3 separate regions of the Mus musculus genome follow, and regions 2 and 3 are each linked to region 1. Evidence: chromatin contacts called from public ChIA-PET and HiChIP or PLAC-seq data. All regions are on one chromosome and are shown on one strand. Each heading gives the region's core, a stretch centred on a gene start, on an enhancer-like site or on the middle of the called end of the contact. The rest is flanking DNA. Distances are from core to core; before and after follow the strand shown.

What was found. ChIA-PET counts read pairs in DNA pulled down with a chosen protein or histone mark. HiChIP or PLAC-seq counts read pairs in DNA pulled down with a chosen protein or histone mark.
Region 2: a contact with region 1 is called in an H3K27ac HiChIP or PLAC-seq map of embryonic stem cells, with 5 read pairs. The contact joins the enhancer-like site here to the promoter of Rps6ka5 in region 1. A contact is called at or near these places in 3 of 39 promoter capture datasets (cranial neural crest, liver and neural stem cells), 1 of 15 datasets of contacts at CTCF or cohesin (large pre-B cells), 4 of 484 Hi-C or Micro-C datasets (CD8 T cells, the G1E-ER4 cell line and embryonic stem cells), 4 of 115 datasets of contacts at active chromatin or transcription factors (acute myeloid leukemia, bone marrow-derived macrophages, effector CD8 T cells and 1 more) and 2 of 9 other capture datasets (adipose tissue and liver).
Region 3: an RNA polymerase II ChIA-PET map of memory CD8 T cells shows a contact between it and region 1, with 59 read pairs. The contact joins the enhancer-like site here to the promoter of Rps6ka5 in region 1. A contact is called at or near these places in 1 of 39 promoter capture datasets (cranial neural crest), 6 of 484 Hi-C or Micro-C datasets (the G1E-ER4 cell line, embryonic stem cells and muscle stem cells), 3 of 115 datasets of contacts at active chromatin or transcription factors (CD8 T cells, embryonic stem cells and memory CD8 T cells) and 2 of 9 other capture datasets (adipose tissue and liver).

The regions. Positions count from the first base shown.
Region 1 is chr12:100,721,930-100,727,025 of GRCm38.p6, forward strand. It overlaps Rps6ka5 (ribosomal protein S6 kinase, polypeptide 5), which reads right to left and starts at 3,191. Exons shown (of 17, transcript NM_001330702.1): 1 at 2,852-3,191. The coding sequence starts at 2,951.
Region 2 is chr12:100,215,242-100,220,337 of GRCm38.p6, forward strand. No RefSeq gene overlaps it. Among named protein-coding and RNA genes, the nearest start is that of Calm1, 18 kb to the left of the region's middle. Within about 2 kb of position 2,025, at least 5 of the 459 cell types and tissues checked have an H3K27ac peak or open chromatin away from gene starts, as enhancers often do. A contact at or near this core is called in embryonic stem cells, where this site is marked.
Region 3 is chr12:101,000,889-101,005,984 of GRCm38.p6, forward strand. The region is part of intron 3 of Ccdc88c (coiled-coil domain containing 88C); the gene reads right to left. The region is part of intron 4 of Gm36756 (predicted gene, 36756); the gene reads left to right. Among named protein-coding and RNA genes, the nearest start is that of Gm36756, 17 kb to the left of the region's middle. Within about 2 kb of position 2,368, at least 39 of the 459 cell types and tissues checked have an H3K27ac peak or open chromatin away from gene starts, as enhancers often do. A contact at or near this core is called in the G1E-ER4 cell line, where this site is marked.

The sequences.
Region 1 (5,096 bases), core at 1,941-4,440:
ATAGCCGCTGCCATCAATTTATCAAGACCTGACATCTGCAAACCTTGCCCTTATTTTTCATCCAAAACTGAATTCACTCAACAAATATCTGAACATCTACCACACGCCACAGGCTACAAATAGACAAAAAAAGTCTCTGCCCTCAAGGGCCTTACTTACTACCTGACACAGACAGACTGTGTGTTTGGGGACATGGATGTCTGGGGTGCATGTATGAGTGTATGAGCACACACATGCCACCACATCCATCCTTACCTTCCATTTTGTTTAAGACAGGGCTCTTTTGTTCTTCAGCACTGTGTGTACCAAGCTAGCTGACGTACAAGCTTCCAGAGACTCTTCTGTCTTTTCCAGCTCTCACGGTGCCATACAAGCACTGGGATGACAGATACACACTACTAAACCAGCTTCTGTGTAGGCCCAAAGGATTCAAACTCAGGACTTCACACTACATGGCAAGTACTCTATCCCAAAGAGCCATCTTTTCAACCCCAGGCAAATGAATTATTGTACTACTGTGTGTTGTGATGGGCAAGATAAATACAAGCTATTCAATAGCAACACAGATTACAAGGAGTTTACACTCTGCTTGAGAAGGCAAAGACACATATGATAATGCTAACCACCCAATGACTTAGTTCGTTTCCCAGCTACACTAGATTAATTCGTATGTTTTACAATAAGATCTGATTGTGGAATTATTTTTTAAATTTTCATTCAATAAATATTTCCTACTATGTGCCAAGTAACCTGATTAACATTTTTCCAGTAGTGTCTCATTCAATGTCCACATTTTACAGATGAAAGGAGTAAGCCTGAAAGAATGCAGTGATTTCCCAAGTCTATACACCCAGCTAAGTGGCAGAGCTAGTATTCATCATCACGTCTTCCAACTCCATGTCCGGGTATGCCATACTATTCAGTCTCCATAATGGAGCCATTTCCACGCCCTTATACTGGGTTTCTAATTCAATTATCATTTGTCCTATGGTATTCAATATAGCCACCAGCTACCACACTGCTCTAGCTCCTATCAGAGCAACATGTGCTAAGAGGAGCCCAGCTGGCTGGTGACGGAGGAGTTACTCTTTCAAGTTATATTTTAACAGTGTTTTTGACCATTACATCTGATCAGTTGTCCACGTGCTTAGCAATACATTTAAATGGCCGTTCCTGTCCTTTTTACTACATTACTAGTGAGTTCAGTGCAGTCTCGTCATCCATCAGAAGAATTTCTAAATGCAAACTTGATGATTCACACACAGTTAGTTGACAAAGGGAAATAAAACAGCGCTCATTGTTTTCTACAGAGTTAGCATTGTTTGCAAAATCCAGAAACTGAGCAGTTGGCTGACTACTAACAAGTAGGTTGCCCCTTGGTCTTTGAGCAAAAGACTGCTTGCTGTATCATGATCAATGGCTGAGCATAGAAGACTTCAAGCAGCATTTGTTGTACTGTATGATTCCACACACTTACAGCAAGGAATCATTATGTAAGATGGGGGGGAGGTGGACCAAAATCCTTACTCTAGAAAATGTGACACTGCTCCTGGTGTAAACTGGGCATTAACACTACATACATGTATACTGAGAAAAATGGCTTAAAATCCCGTTGAAAACATCACTTTTTGATAACATTTGGAGTGAAGATCTCAACCAAGGGAATCTACACTGTTTATGTGAGGAATTCAAAAATACTATGGAATAACTGGGTCAGGATACATTATAGAGTCAGAACCATCAAAACTGCAGTGCTTATACTGATAAATGAGAAGGCATGAATTTACATCTTATACTAAGTCATAAGACTGGCACCAAAGATACTAATGGGCAATCAAGAATTGTGGGTTGTAGTTAACTTTATCCATCTGTTTCAATCTGTTCCAAACAGCAGCAAGGTGGACCCGCTTTCTACCTGAAACCTGCCATTTGCCATTTGTGTCTACTTAATATAATGTGCCAAAGACTTAAGTGTCAAAAATCTTAAAACCACTGACACTAATAACTATCGATCCACTCTAACACATTCTCCATGCAGAAATGATAGTGTAAGGGGAGACCTGACTCCATGGGGCTGGGGAGACCCAAACTTTACCAATTGGTCCAGATAAGAATTTTCCAAAACAAACCCCGGAATTACACAATGAAAAAGCAAAAGTAAAAAGCTTAGCACACGGAGCTTTACTGATCTCCAGCACAGGGGATGCAAGCACTTAAGTCGCCTAGTGAAGCCTTTCACCCAAAACTTTACATTTATAGAGGCTGCTTGCCAAAAGACCTGGCAAATTTCAGAGAGTATAGTACTTCACGATAACTCTGAGAGAAAGGACTTAATTCCAGAGGACCACGAAGCCTTTTTCCTTCACCAGAGACTAACCGAGAACCAATACCCCTCTCGCAGGATCGCTGTCCCTTAGGGATGGTACAGACATACATACACACACAAACACACACACTCCCCTCACACCTGAACCATCCCAGGCAGAGGTGCAGGGTAAAGTGAGTTCAAGCTTCAAGCTCCATCACACACAGCTCCACACAGCTCACCTCTTGAGGGAAAGAGTACCTTTCCCTCGAGACAGCGTGTAGTGACAGATATGTCACCTATGCAGGAAAGGGGGCATAAAGGCATCTTCCCAGGCTGGGTCGGAAACTGGGGGCCCAGCAGGAGCAAACTTTCCTCTCCGTGCCCAGAGCCTCCCAGGACCCCCGGACTATTCCCCGCCCGCGAAGCCCCGCCCCGGGCCCGTCCCCCCCAGCCCGCGCCCCTTTTGGCCTGTGCGCGCACCCATGCCGGCTCTCAGGCGCGCCTCCGCGGCTGGCCCGGCCAGCAGAGGGCGGGGTCGCTCACCGGTCCGCAGCTCGTGCTTGACAGTAAGGAGCTGCTCGCCGCCGTCGCCGCTGTCCCCGCTGGTGCCCGCGCCGCCGCTGCCGCCGCCCTCCCCCTCCATCTTCACCCTCTTTCCGATCGCGCGGGTCGCTCTTAGGGGAACCTGATGGGACAGCAGACGCCCCGTCTCTCCACAGCTCCAGGAGCCGAGCTGCCGCAGCGCCACAACTCCGACACTGAGGCGAGTCTCTTTCCCGCTCTGGCCGTGCAGCTCCTCCGCCTCCTCCCCTCAGCGGGCACCGCTAGTACGGCACAACCCCGCGCCCTGCGCCTCCACCTCCTCCTCCAGGCCGCTCCTCCCACAGCCAGCCCAGGAGACAGCCCTGAGCCACCAGCGCTATTGGGCGCAGCGCGCGCGCGTCTGCCAGCGCCCGTTCCCATTGGGCGGCTAGTCCTGACGTTTCAGGAGCCGCCCCGCCCCGCTGCTCGAATTGTTGTTGCTTGGCGGGGAGGCAGGAGAGGGAGGAGCGCGAACGCTCCGATTGGCAAGACCCACGGAATGCCCCACCTACTCGCTTTGGTGCGCACGCGCAGGCAGGCCTTCCCTCTCCTGACCTCCCCAGAATGGTCACACCCCTTATTCCCAGCTTCGATCTGTTAGTAAACAGTATCTAGTAGTCAGGAGGCGCTCCGGACCTCTGATTGGCTACTGCGGAAAGAGGCGGGGAAAGACGATTGGACCGCTTGGTCCGCCAATCACAGTGGACAAAGGAGGGTCCTGGAGGGAAGCACTTGTCACCCACGTGTTTGCGCTCGCGCGCGTCTGAGGGTCCTAGGGAACGGCCCACAAATGTGTGACTGTCTGGAAGATGGCATGTCTTCGAATGATACTATTCTCTGTAGCACTAAATAAATTAAATGAATTTTGTGTTTAAATACAGGTAGGAGCCGGCAAGATGGTTCCGTGGGTAAAAGTGCTTGCGGCCAGACGTGGACAACCACAGTGCAGTTCCCATATAATGAAAAAGAACTAACATGTTGACCTCCGACCTCCACACAAGCTTTAATTAAGGGCATGTATCGCTCACACAAGGCAAAACTAAATTACGTTTAAAAATTAAATACAGGTAGCTCCTATACACAAAAAGTCAAGGTTCTGGCTCCGGATGAGAAATCTGAAATAATAACTTGTGGAGGTGGGGAGTGTAGCTCAGCCTAGCCTTGACCCCCTGGTACGTCTAGCACCACCTCCCAGTGCTGGAATTCGCAGTATGTGCCACCATGCCTTGCTTATGACATGCGGGAGATTGAACTCTCCAGCTTTATGAATGCTAGGCGAGCAGTCTACCAGTTAAACTACATCCTCATCCCAATTTTTCATGTTTAAGAAACTCAAAGAGTGTGGTGAATCATAAAATAAGATTCAATTTCTGCTCCTGAAAAGCTATTAACGGAACTCGAGAGATGGGCAACTTGTATACAGGCACAGGAAACTATAAAGAATTTAAACAAAACTGTGAACCAGTATTAAGCATTAGAGAATGGCACAGATGGCAACGATTATTCTCAAGGCTTTTAGGGCAAGGAGAAAATCTGGATAGCCAATTTAAAGGGCAAGTAAGACAAAACTGGAGACATTTCACACAGAGGTAAGCTGTGAGCCTAGGTCTAGAGGAGATCAAATGCTGGTGACCTAAGTAACAGGTAGGCTAAATGAAGTGTAAGGGAAACAGCTGTATAGGAAAGATGAGTGTATCTTTATTTTCCTTCTTGGAAAAAAAAAAACAAAAAAACAAAACAAACAAACAAAAAAAAAAACCAAAACAAAAAAACCCAAAACAAAACAAAAACACCTGACAGAAGCATTCTAAAGAAAGAACAGGTGTGGTGGCACTGACCTTTAATCCCAGCACTCAGGAGGCAGAGGCAGGCAGATCTCTGTGAATTCAAAGCCAGCCTTGTCTACATATCGAGTTCTAGGATAGTCAGGGCTACACAGAGAAACCTTTTCTTAAAAACACTCAAAAGAGAAAAAAGAAAGACCTGGGCAGGGTCGGGGAGTGACTTACATTTTAAGGATAGAGTGTATCATGGAGGCGGGAAGATGGAGGAACAGGAGACCACTTGGTCAAGTTGTGTCTGTGGTCAGAAGCAGACAGCGCTAAACTGTGGTACTCAGCAGTCTCCTTTCTATTAAATCCAGGACACCCAGCACAGCTAGGGTGGATCTTCCCTGTTAAGCCTCCCTGGAGATGCCATTAAAGAG
Region 2 (5,096 bases), core at 775-3,274, 510 kb before region 1:
CAGTGTGGTAGCTTGGGTGAGACCCCGCCCCCATAGGCTCATATGTCTGATAGAACTATTTGGGAAGGATCAGGGGGTATGGCCTTGTTGGAAGAGGTGCATCACTGGAGACTGACTTTAATGTTTCAACAGGCCAGGCCATTCTTAGACTTCACTCTACCTTTTGCTTATGAATCAAAGATCAGTTCTCAGTGACTGCTCCATGGCCAGGCTTGTCTGCTTGCCTGCTGCCATGCTACCTGCCATGATGTTCATGGACTCTACGACCCTCTGGAACCAAGAGTGTCAATTAAATGATTTTTTTAAAGTTGCCTTGGTCAGTGTTTGGTCAGCTCCTGCTTCCTGACCTGCTTGCATTCCAGACCTGACTTCCTTTGGTGATGAACAGCAATGTGGAAGTGTAAGCCGAATAAACCCTTTCCTCCACAACTTGCTTCTTGGTCATGATGTTTTGTGCAGGAATAGGAACCTTGACTAAGACACTCTCCAACAACCTTTTTGGTCATGGTGTTTCATTCTAGCAATAGAAACCCTAACTTAGATACACAGCAAGAGCCTGGCAGACAGCAGTGCCGAGAATAATATGGATGACAGAGGCGAACAATATTAACAACTGAGATAGAGATTATTTCTGTGATAATTTGGCTGGTTTTTTTGGACCTAACAATCTGCTTGAGGCTCAACTGAAAAGTTTTGGTCTAATTTCATTGGCAGAGGAGACTCCAAGGCAGCCTAGTATTGACTGAGCCACCTGGTGATTAGTGAAGATCTTATGAAGATCTACAGTAAAAAAAAAAAAAAAAAAAAAAGAGCAAGCAGAAGAAGAAGAAACACCAAGTCAACTTGAGGAGAAAAAGGGTCCAGAGAATGTAAGGATGGAACCAAGACTCGTGTTCAAAGACATGGGATGTTTAAAGAAAAAGCCTGATGTGAAATTAAATTGAATAATAAAATTGAATAATGGGGTTGTGCCCTCTGGGAAAGACCCCACCCAGCTAAGCTTTCAACTTGTAAAAAGGAAATGCTCTGGAATATTCTGCTCCTAAAGCAAAACAAATCTTATTTAAAAAAAAAAAAAATCAACAAATCAAAGCTCATGCAGAGTCTGTCCTAAGCAGGCAGCATTAAGTTAACAATATTGGCCATTTGGCTCTGGCTTTGGGGTCATGAAGGATAGATACAGATACATGAAGGATGATACAAAGGGGCTGTGGAATCTTTCTCCATGGTTAAGGAAAGCCATTGAGGCCAGGTGTGTGTGTGTGTGTTCCCCTGCATGGAAGTCTAGAGAAGCCATTGTATCAATCAGTAAAGGTGAGGCTTAAATTATATTGGAGACTTCAAGATGTTGGAGTAGCCAGAGCCATGGCGATGTCTGCAGTTAGGGAATGGGAACAGCCCACAAGAGAGAGTCAGCAAAGCTGGACGGTTGAGCCATCTAAGCTCTTTGATAGCAGACATGGAGTTAGAGGATTTGGAGTTTACCCTGCTGGGTTTTAGACTTGCTTTGACCCACCATTTCCTCCCTGTGTCCCTGTTCCTCCTTTTTGCTACGGTGTTGTATATTCAGCACCGTTGTATGCTGGGAGTGTGTAAATTGCCTTTTTTTTTTTTTCAGGAGGTAACAGTGAAGAGATTGTTGTGAGTCTCAAACGATACTTTGGGCTCTTAAACAGTCTTGAGACTGAAAGACTATGAGGAGTTTTGAACTTGGACTAAATTCATTTTGCATTGTGATGTGGCCACAAACCCGTCGGGGCCAGGAAGTAGAATGTAGTTTGAGTGGCCCCAGGCTCATCTGTTTCATGGAAATATTTGGGAAGTATTAGAAGGTGTGGTCTTGTTGGAGGCGGTGGGCCTACTAAGGGTGGGCTTTGAGATTTCAGAAGCCCACATCATTTCCAGTTAGCTATCTCTGTCTGTCTCTGTCTGTCTCTGTTGCAGGATTTTCCCTGTCCAATCACATTAGGGCAGTGGGAGGCCTGTGATTGGACAGAGAAAGGGGAGGTGGAGCTAAGAGTTGCAGAGAGAGGGAGCTGAGTAGGAGAAGAGCCAAGATGGCTTCAGATGTGTACCCGTGTGGGTACACATAGCCACCACAAGTAGCTATGATTTCACAAGGTTAGAAATATTGGGATAAAGCTTTATCATTATCAATTGGCTTTGAAATCATTGTGTTGGCATCTTGTAAATTGTGATATTATTGATACATAAATCTGATTGGTTAATTAAGCTTTAAGAGTTACGATTCTACCAGGGTTCTAGGTATTATGTTATCAAACCATGAGGTCGGTGGATCTATTTGATTACTGGAGTGTGGAACCTCCAATTACAGGGGATTCTAGCAGAGAGGAACTAGTGGCTCACGGGTCAAGCGAGTCAAATGCTGCGGGAGCGCACAGGAGCATGGTCCGGTCCCGCCGAGAGCTGGCAGATTCAATTTTTTTATTTTTCCCACAACACCTCTCTCTCTCTCTCTCTCTCTCTCTCTCTCTCTCTCTCTCTCTCTCTCTCTCTCCCTCTGCCTGCCTGCCTGCCTGCCTGCCTGCCTTGGCTCTGTCTTTCTCTCTCTCTTTGCCTGGTGCTTGTGAATCAAAGGTAAGTTCTTAGGTACTGTTCCAGAGTCATGCCTGTTTTCCTGCTGCCATGTTCCCTGACGCGATGGTCATGGATTCTACTGCCCTCTGGAGCTGTGATTCCCGATTAAATGCTTTCTTTTGTAAGTTGTCCAAGTCATGGTGTTTTGTCGTGGCAGTAAAAATGACTATGGCAGTGAGGGAATTGTATTCTTGTGATTTGTCCTCAGGTTTGAAGTTTACAATGTTCAAAGGTCTAAATTACTGTATTTCAAAATCCTGGAAGGCACGTCTCTATTGTTTAAGGAGCTTTGCTTTTTGTTTAATAGAAACAAAATTATTCAACCCAACTGAATGGGTCAATAAGAAATCCTAATGAAAATCTATAAGATGTTTAAGATTGAATGAAAGAAGTCTGCAGGGGCTGGAGAGATGGCTTAGTGGTTAAGAGCAGATTGCTCTTTCAGAGGTTCTGAGTTCACTTCCCAGCAATCACATGGTGGCTCACAACTATCTGTAATGAGATCTGATGCCCCATTACATCGGAATAGGTAATGAAATACATATTCTGAAGATAGCTACAGTGTACTCAAAAATAATTTTTAAAAAAAAAAAAAAAAAGAAGTCTACAGATCAAAACCCAGGTGCAAATAAAAAGTCAACAAAGACAATTCAGAATGGTAAGAAACAGTGTATTGTTTTGTCAGATATTGAAAGTGGGATTACAATATTCTCTAGCAACTCCTTTCCTAAGTAGATGTCTCAAAGAATTGACTGTGTATTTGTAGGTATTTGCATAACCATGTTCATAGGAATATTATTCAAAGCAGTCAAAACCCTATTTTTATGGGCCCAAGTGTCCATTGATGTGGTGTATCTGTGGCATACATGCACGGGGGGCTGGGGATGGAGGTGCGGGTAGGCATATACACACTAGAGTGTTATTTAACCTTTAAAGAAAAGATGTCCTGTCACATGATCTGACATGGAAGAGTCTTGATAATGTTACATGAAAGATGTCAGAAAGGCAAATGCTGTATAATAAGCTCATATACTACTTGTTCATAGTGTTTGTATGAAGTTCATGAGTAATAAACTTATAGACACAGATGAAAGAATGTGCCGTTTCCATATACGCCACTGGCAGGGTGATAGGGAAATCCTGTTGACTTGCCTTACAGCTTCAGTTCTGCAAGATAAAGGACATCCGAGGACAGATGACAGGATGCCCACCAGTGAGAGCATACTCCACTGAACCTGGAACTCACTTTGTAGACCAGGCTGGCCTCGAACTTAGAGATCTGCCTGTCTCTACCTCCCAAGGGATGGAATTGAAGGCATATACTACTATTCACGATTGCCAGCCATATTTTTCTATTATCTTTGGAAGCATCTTCATGTTTCTCAGGACTGGATAACGTTTGATTTTAGACTTGTCAATGTTGAGAAACTCTACCATCATATAAATACATGGTACAAAATAGAAGATGCCTATGCAGGATCATTTCAGAAGCTGTTGGAAACCTTGTCCCAATCCCAAGCCAAGAGTCAGTTAACAGTCTTTGTAATGCCTCAAGCAGCAATTTTAAAAAATTTTAAAATGGAACCTCTTCACACAATCCAATCAAAAGCTATCCAAGTGTGCTGTGTGCTGAGGAATGGTTGTAGGAAAATAGTGTCTGTCCTTGTTTTTCATAATTAAGTCATTATGTTTCTATAAGAGCAGAAAATTTTGTGTGTGCAGTAAAAACAAACAAACAAACAAAAACAAAAAACAAAAAACCCACTGCAATCCATAATATGCAAGAATCAGGAACCTAAACTGAGGCAGTTTGGGAGGTGTTGGTTTAGTGTTGCATGGCGTGATGGCACATACAATGTAAACTGCACATGTGGTATGTTCAGAGCTAAGGCTGCAATGGAATCCTGCAACACACCCAGAGAGAGCCCTGCCAGGAGCACCCCAGATTTGTTGTACGAAAATATGAAATATCTATTTATTTTTACGCAATGAGCCATCTCAATATCCCTCATCAAACTTTTGACTTTGAATTAATTTTAGGTGGTTGTGTGTTTACAAACCTTTTGTTGCTGTTGTTGCTGTTGAGATTTTTTTGTGTGTGTGTGACTCCCACATTCTGTTACAGTGTAAGTAGCTGCATTCTAGACTAACTCAGACGTCTAGCTAGACCAGGCAAGAATTCCTTACCCGCAAAGTCATGAGATAAACGAGTCGTGATTGTTCTAAGCTACTAAACATACAGGTTCATCCTGTTTTGAAGTGATAGATGAAGCTACCAGAACCAAAGACATTCTCCCATTGTTTTGGCTGTATTTATACAGGGCTCAGACACAGTAGAATGTGTAACTAAGGGGCTGGAGGGATGACTCAGCAGTTAGGAGCACTTACTGCTCTTGCAGAGGACCTACACAGCAGCACACACTCATTTGTAACTCCAGTTCCAAGATGTCTGATGCTCTTTCACCTCTTCTGGCCTCTATGGGCAACAGGCACCATGC
Region 3 (5,096 bases), core at 1,118-3,617, 280 kb after region 1:
CCAACCAGCAAGCACACAAAAATCTTCCAGGGTCAGGATATTCCTCTTTGTTGTACAAGAGCTTCAAAGCACAATGGAATATCCTTTCACCCCCTCTGTCACAAGGCGGCTACAAAGAAGATGAGCACTTTCTTATATGACCACACTCACACACTTCAAGTACCTTTTCCCCAAGTGCTTCATAAATAAAGCCTTCTGCAGGCATTTTGAAGCCAATCCAGAAGTGGATGAGTAGGCGGGGCTCCTGATACCACATTCTCCCTGCTGCTGAGAGAAAAATGCTTTAAAACCTAGCACCAGGGGTCCAGGGGTCCAGGCAGCAGCTTCACCCTTTCCACCCCAGGAAGCGGAGGGGAGATAGCAAATCTATCTTCTACACCAGTCAGGTTTCTCTCTGCCCTCTCCCTGTCTCTCTCTACAGTGTACTTTTCTCAACAGCCCGCTGATACTTTGGCCCAGTCATTTAGCACTGTTGTCCCTTTAGTTCGGCTGATCCCTTGATGTCACGGCAATAGAAAGAGTACTGGAACAAGAGTCTGCAACGCTGGGTTCTGACCCTAGGCCCTCAGCTGGGCACACAGGCACAATTTCCCTGGGCTTCAATTTTCTTCATCTGTAAAATGATACTACACTTCATGCATGGATGGACACCAGGGCTGTCCTCCTGCCTCCACAGCCAACAGCCCAAGATGATGCTGGAAGACTCAGAACCCAGACAAAGCTAAGCACACACACACACACACACACACACACACACACACACACTGTCTCAGTCTGTGTCTCTCTGTGTCTCTGTCTCTCCCCACTCCATAACCTGTTTGCTACTCCCAGGCCTAGAAAGTCTCTAGGGGGACTGTAACCATGGTGGGGCCACAATACAGCACTAGGTAGGAGAGCATACAAAGGTGGGCACGCAATAAATCCTGCCCTAAATGACCTGTACACCAAGTTAGCCTCCTCAGTTAGAAATGACAACCTGAAGAGCTCCCCAAATGGAGGCCCTCAGAAGCTGTTGTCTCAGTGTGTCCCCCAAGTTCTGAGCACCTAAAGCCTGAGGCACACTTGTACATCTTCATGCCCTAGGCTGAGTCAAGTCCATGGTGAGTCTCACTGAACCAGCCAGCAGTGAGACAAAGAAGACTCATCTGCCTCCCACCAACAATGTGAGGGCAGGACCATAGCTCACATGCTCCCTATTGGGGATCAAACATGGGGCATCACACTGGTCAGGCAAGCACTCTACCAACCAAGTCACACATCTCTAAACCTTCTTACTTTTTATTCTGTCTTATTTTTGTTTGTGATACTGGAAATTGAACCCAAAGCGTCACAGAGCCCAGGCAAGTGTTCTACCACTGAGCATATCCTTAGCCCTTTTATTCAGGTGTGTGCGTGGAGATCGGAGTGAGTAGGTATGTTGTGTGTGTGTGTCTGTGTGTGTGTTAGCCTCTATGTGCATGCAAAGGCCAGGCTTCCTGCTCTGTCAACCCCATCTTATTCAGGTGTGTGCGTGGAGATCGGAGTGAGTAGGTATGTTGTGTGTGTGCTAGCCCCTATGTGCATGCAAAGGCCAGGCTTCCTGCTCTGTCAACCCCATCTTATTCCGGTGAGACAAGGGCTAGCAGACAGCAAGCTCTAACAATCCTTCTGTCTCCCCGCACAGTGCTCAAATTACAGGTATGTGTGTACCTATCAGGCTATTCACGTAGCTGCAGGGGATTTAAATGCAGGTCCTTATGCTGTCCCAACAAGCTCTTACTTGCTGAACAATCTCTGCAACCTGTTTTTGTTTGAGATGGGGTCTTGAACTCCTGCTTCTCGCTCTTGATTACTGGGATAGTAAGCCTGAGTCACTATGCCTGGCTTCAGGATGTATTTTTGTACTACAGAGGATTGAACCAGGGCCCTGCCTGTGCTGCCTAAGAAATATTCTACACTGAGCCACAGTCTTGGAACTCACCACTGGAGTTCACTAAGCAGACCAGGTTGGCCCATTCCCAGTATCCTCCAGGTCCAGGCCTCTGCCTCTCTGCCTACAAACTACTCCTTACAAGTGAGTCATCCCTCCAGGCCCAGCTACAGTGCCTACCTCCCCCCATCCCCAGGGCAAAGTGTCTCTCTTTCAGTCAGAGGTCCAGCTAGGAACTCAGGGGGCCACCATCTGATCTGCCAAGCGTGACTTGCTTGGTTTCTGCTGAAGTAGACTTTGATCTGAGCTTCCAACCTGCTGTCCAGGAAGGGGAGGGCTCCTCCCTCATTCTGCTTGAATTCGGGAGTGCAGAGGACCCACTGTTGAAGAGAAGACAGCCAGGGGCTCTGCCTGCCTCCTCTGTCAGCCGCAACTTGCTAGCTACTCATCTTCCTGGCTGAGGAAACTGTACCAAGCTGTCACTTGACAAAACCAGTTCTCCCAGCTCAAGAATAGTGTAGGACCTGGTGAATGGCTGATGGGAAACTAGACACCCCTGGGAACAGCTTCCTTCTTGATGAAACAAGGTGCTGGGGAAGACAGGAGTGCTCCTGCAAGTTATAAACTATTTTATTGTCCGCTGCAAGCTGGGACAGAGAACCTGACTCTCCAATGGATAGCACACAGCACAGTAACACAATAGCTTCAAAAAGATGCAGTTTTTCTCACAGTGAGACAAATAAATGCATCTGTGTAAGTGGGGTGACTGTTACAAAGCTGGCAAAAAGGCAACCTCCCTGGTTCCTTGACAAAGGCCAACTCTGCACCTAGCGTGAGAGAGGGGACAGCCTTTCTGAGCACCTCACTGTGCACTGGTACCACAGCACACCAAATCCTGGGGAGGCAGGATGAAGGAAGGCATCAATCACATCTGGGGACCAGTGGGACCAGTGCACAGTGGTAAGACTGAAACAAGACATCAGGGCTTCACAGTCCAAGCCACGAGGACCATCCAGTCAGTCTCAAGAGCATGCCACGGAAGGACGGGATGGCTCACCCATCCTTCCACCAACACCTAACACCCAAACAGCTATTCCATCACACAGGGCTAACTGGTGAACTGGGCATGCCATGGTGGGGCTAAAGAGCCAGATGCTGGACTCTGGTCTTGAGGTCCTCACTCGCTTCATTCCTTAGGCAGCAGTCTCTTAAATCTGTCCCTCAAGCCCATAGAGAGGGGTGGCACTTAGGTCCCCAGCCACTCAGTATCAAAGCATAATACAATTCCTATCTTCCGAAGATGACAGACTTCATCCTTTCCTGTTATTTAATGCAATATTCCCTACTCCCCGCCTTGGCCTCACAGATCTCCAGGTGCCTCTTAATGCACCACACTAAGGACCTGCATTAACGCATTAACACTTCTTTTCACATAACATAGCACCCCAGGCTGGTCTTGCTTTGAAGTCTGGGTCCTCAGGGGTGTAGGACCCAAACTATTAGAAATGCAGGTGGGATGTAAACTCCATAGGCTAGCAGCTTCCCTAGAGTCCACCAATCACGGCTCGCAACCAGAAAAAGGGCATCAGGGAGCTTTCTCATGTCCTACCAGATTCACAGTTCTCCTGACCCGGGAGTGACTTCAACATAAACTCCTAGGTTCCACTTCCCTCCACTGCATCAGGACTATGATGCATATTCCTGCCAGTTCCAACAGTGTGGCAGAGCCACCCGGAAGATGGAGAATTCCAGGCCAGCCCAAGCTCTGTAGTAAGACCCCTTTCCCTTTCTCGCTGAGGCTGCTATACCTTCCTGGGTCTTACTACATAAACAAGGCTAGCTTGGAATTCTCCATCTTCCTGCAGCCCAAGTGCTAGGGTTACAAGCTTATCTTTCCACACTCTGCTCCTACTGCATGGATAGTTCATTCTGTCCTGAGAACGAACTATTCCCTACAGCACATCTCCACCTCTAAGAGAAGTCACCACAGGAATTTTATTTCAGAAGCCAAATGGTGCAGAGAAAAATGAAGGGCAGAGTTCTGAAATCGATGCAGATATTCAGGCCATACAAGATGGTGCAGGCCTTTCTTTAGTCCCAGCACTTGGGAGGCAGATAGACCTCTGTGAGTTCCAGGTCAGCCAGGACATCACAGTGAGACTCTGACTCTCACACACACACACACACACACACACACACACACACACACACACACTCCCTCCCTCCCTCCCTCCCCCCCCCCACCCCTCTCTGGGTATGGCCCAGGGCAAGCCTCTCCACACTCCAGGGCCTCATTTCTCATCAGTGAGAAATGAGGACAATACCCAAGCCATCTGCTTCATAATTTTTAATGGGCTCTTCGATGACTGGCCTTACTCTCTTTGTTTCTCGTATGACAAAGCTATAATTAAAAAGCTAATCCATGTCTGAACCAATGAGGCAGCATGTACAACCACAGGCATGCGTGTGTGCCCGCGCATACACACACACACACACACACACACACACACACACACACAACTTTGAGGTACACACAGCTCAATCATCATACTGTTCTGTGGCCATGCTCTAGAGGCCTCTTTCTAAGGGCCAATCTCTTTTTCTCTGTCTCTGCTGTGTGTGCGTGTTACTCTTCTGTTGCTGTGCTAAGACACCATGTCCAACACAGCTCTCAGAGTGATACGAGTCTATCAAGGTCAGCAGGCAGCAGGCAGCAGGCAGCATGGCAGCAGGCAGCAAGTGTATTGGCTGCAGCAGGCAGCTAGGGGCTCTCATATAGTGAGCCACAAACACGGAGCAGAGAGAGCCAACTAGAAATGGCCTGAGTCTAAGTTTTCAAAGCCTGACCCCAGTGACTTCCTCCAGGAAGGACATGCCTCCTAAACCTTCCCAAACAGCACCATCAACCGGGCACCAGGCACCAAATGTCTATCTAAAACTATGTGTGACATTTATCACTCAAACCTCCACAGTTGTTTTGTTACTAACACATTTCGGACTTTCCCCACAATGCAACTGTTTAAGTGGGAGGGAAACCTCACCCATTCTCTATGGGCCAGCATACTTCCTCTTCATGCCTGGGACTGCCCCAGGGCTCTGCTGTCAGTCTACACCTATCTCAAGAATTGAAGTCAACTATGGCAGCCAGAACTCCATGTCTGCACCGCCTCTGAGCATCCTCAGATCA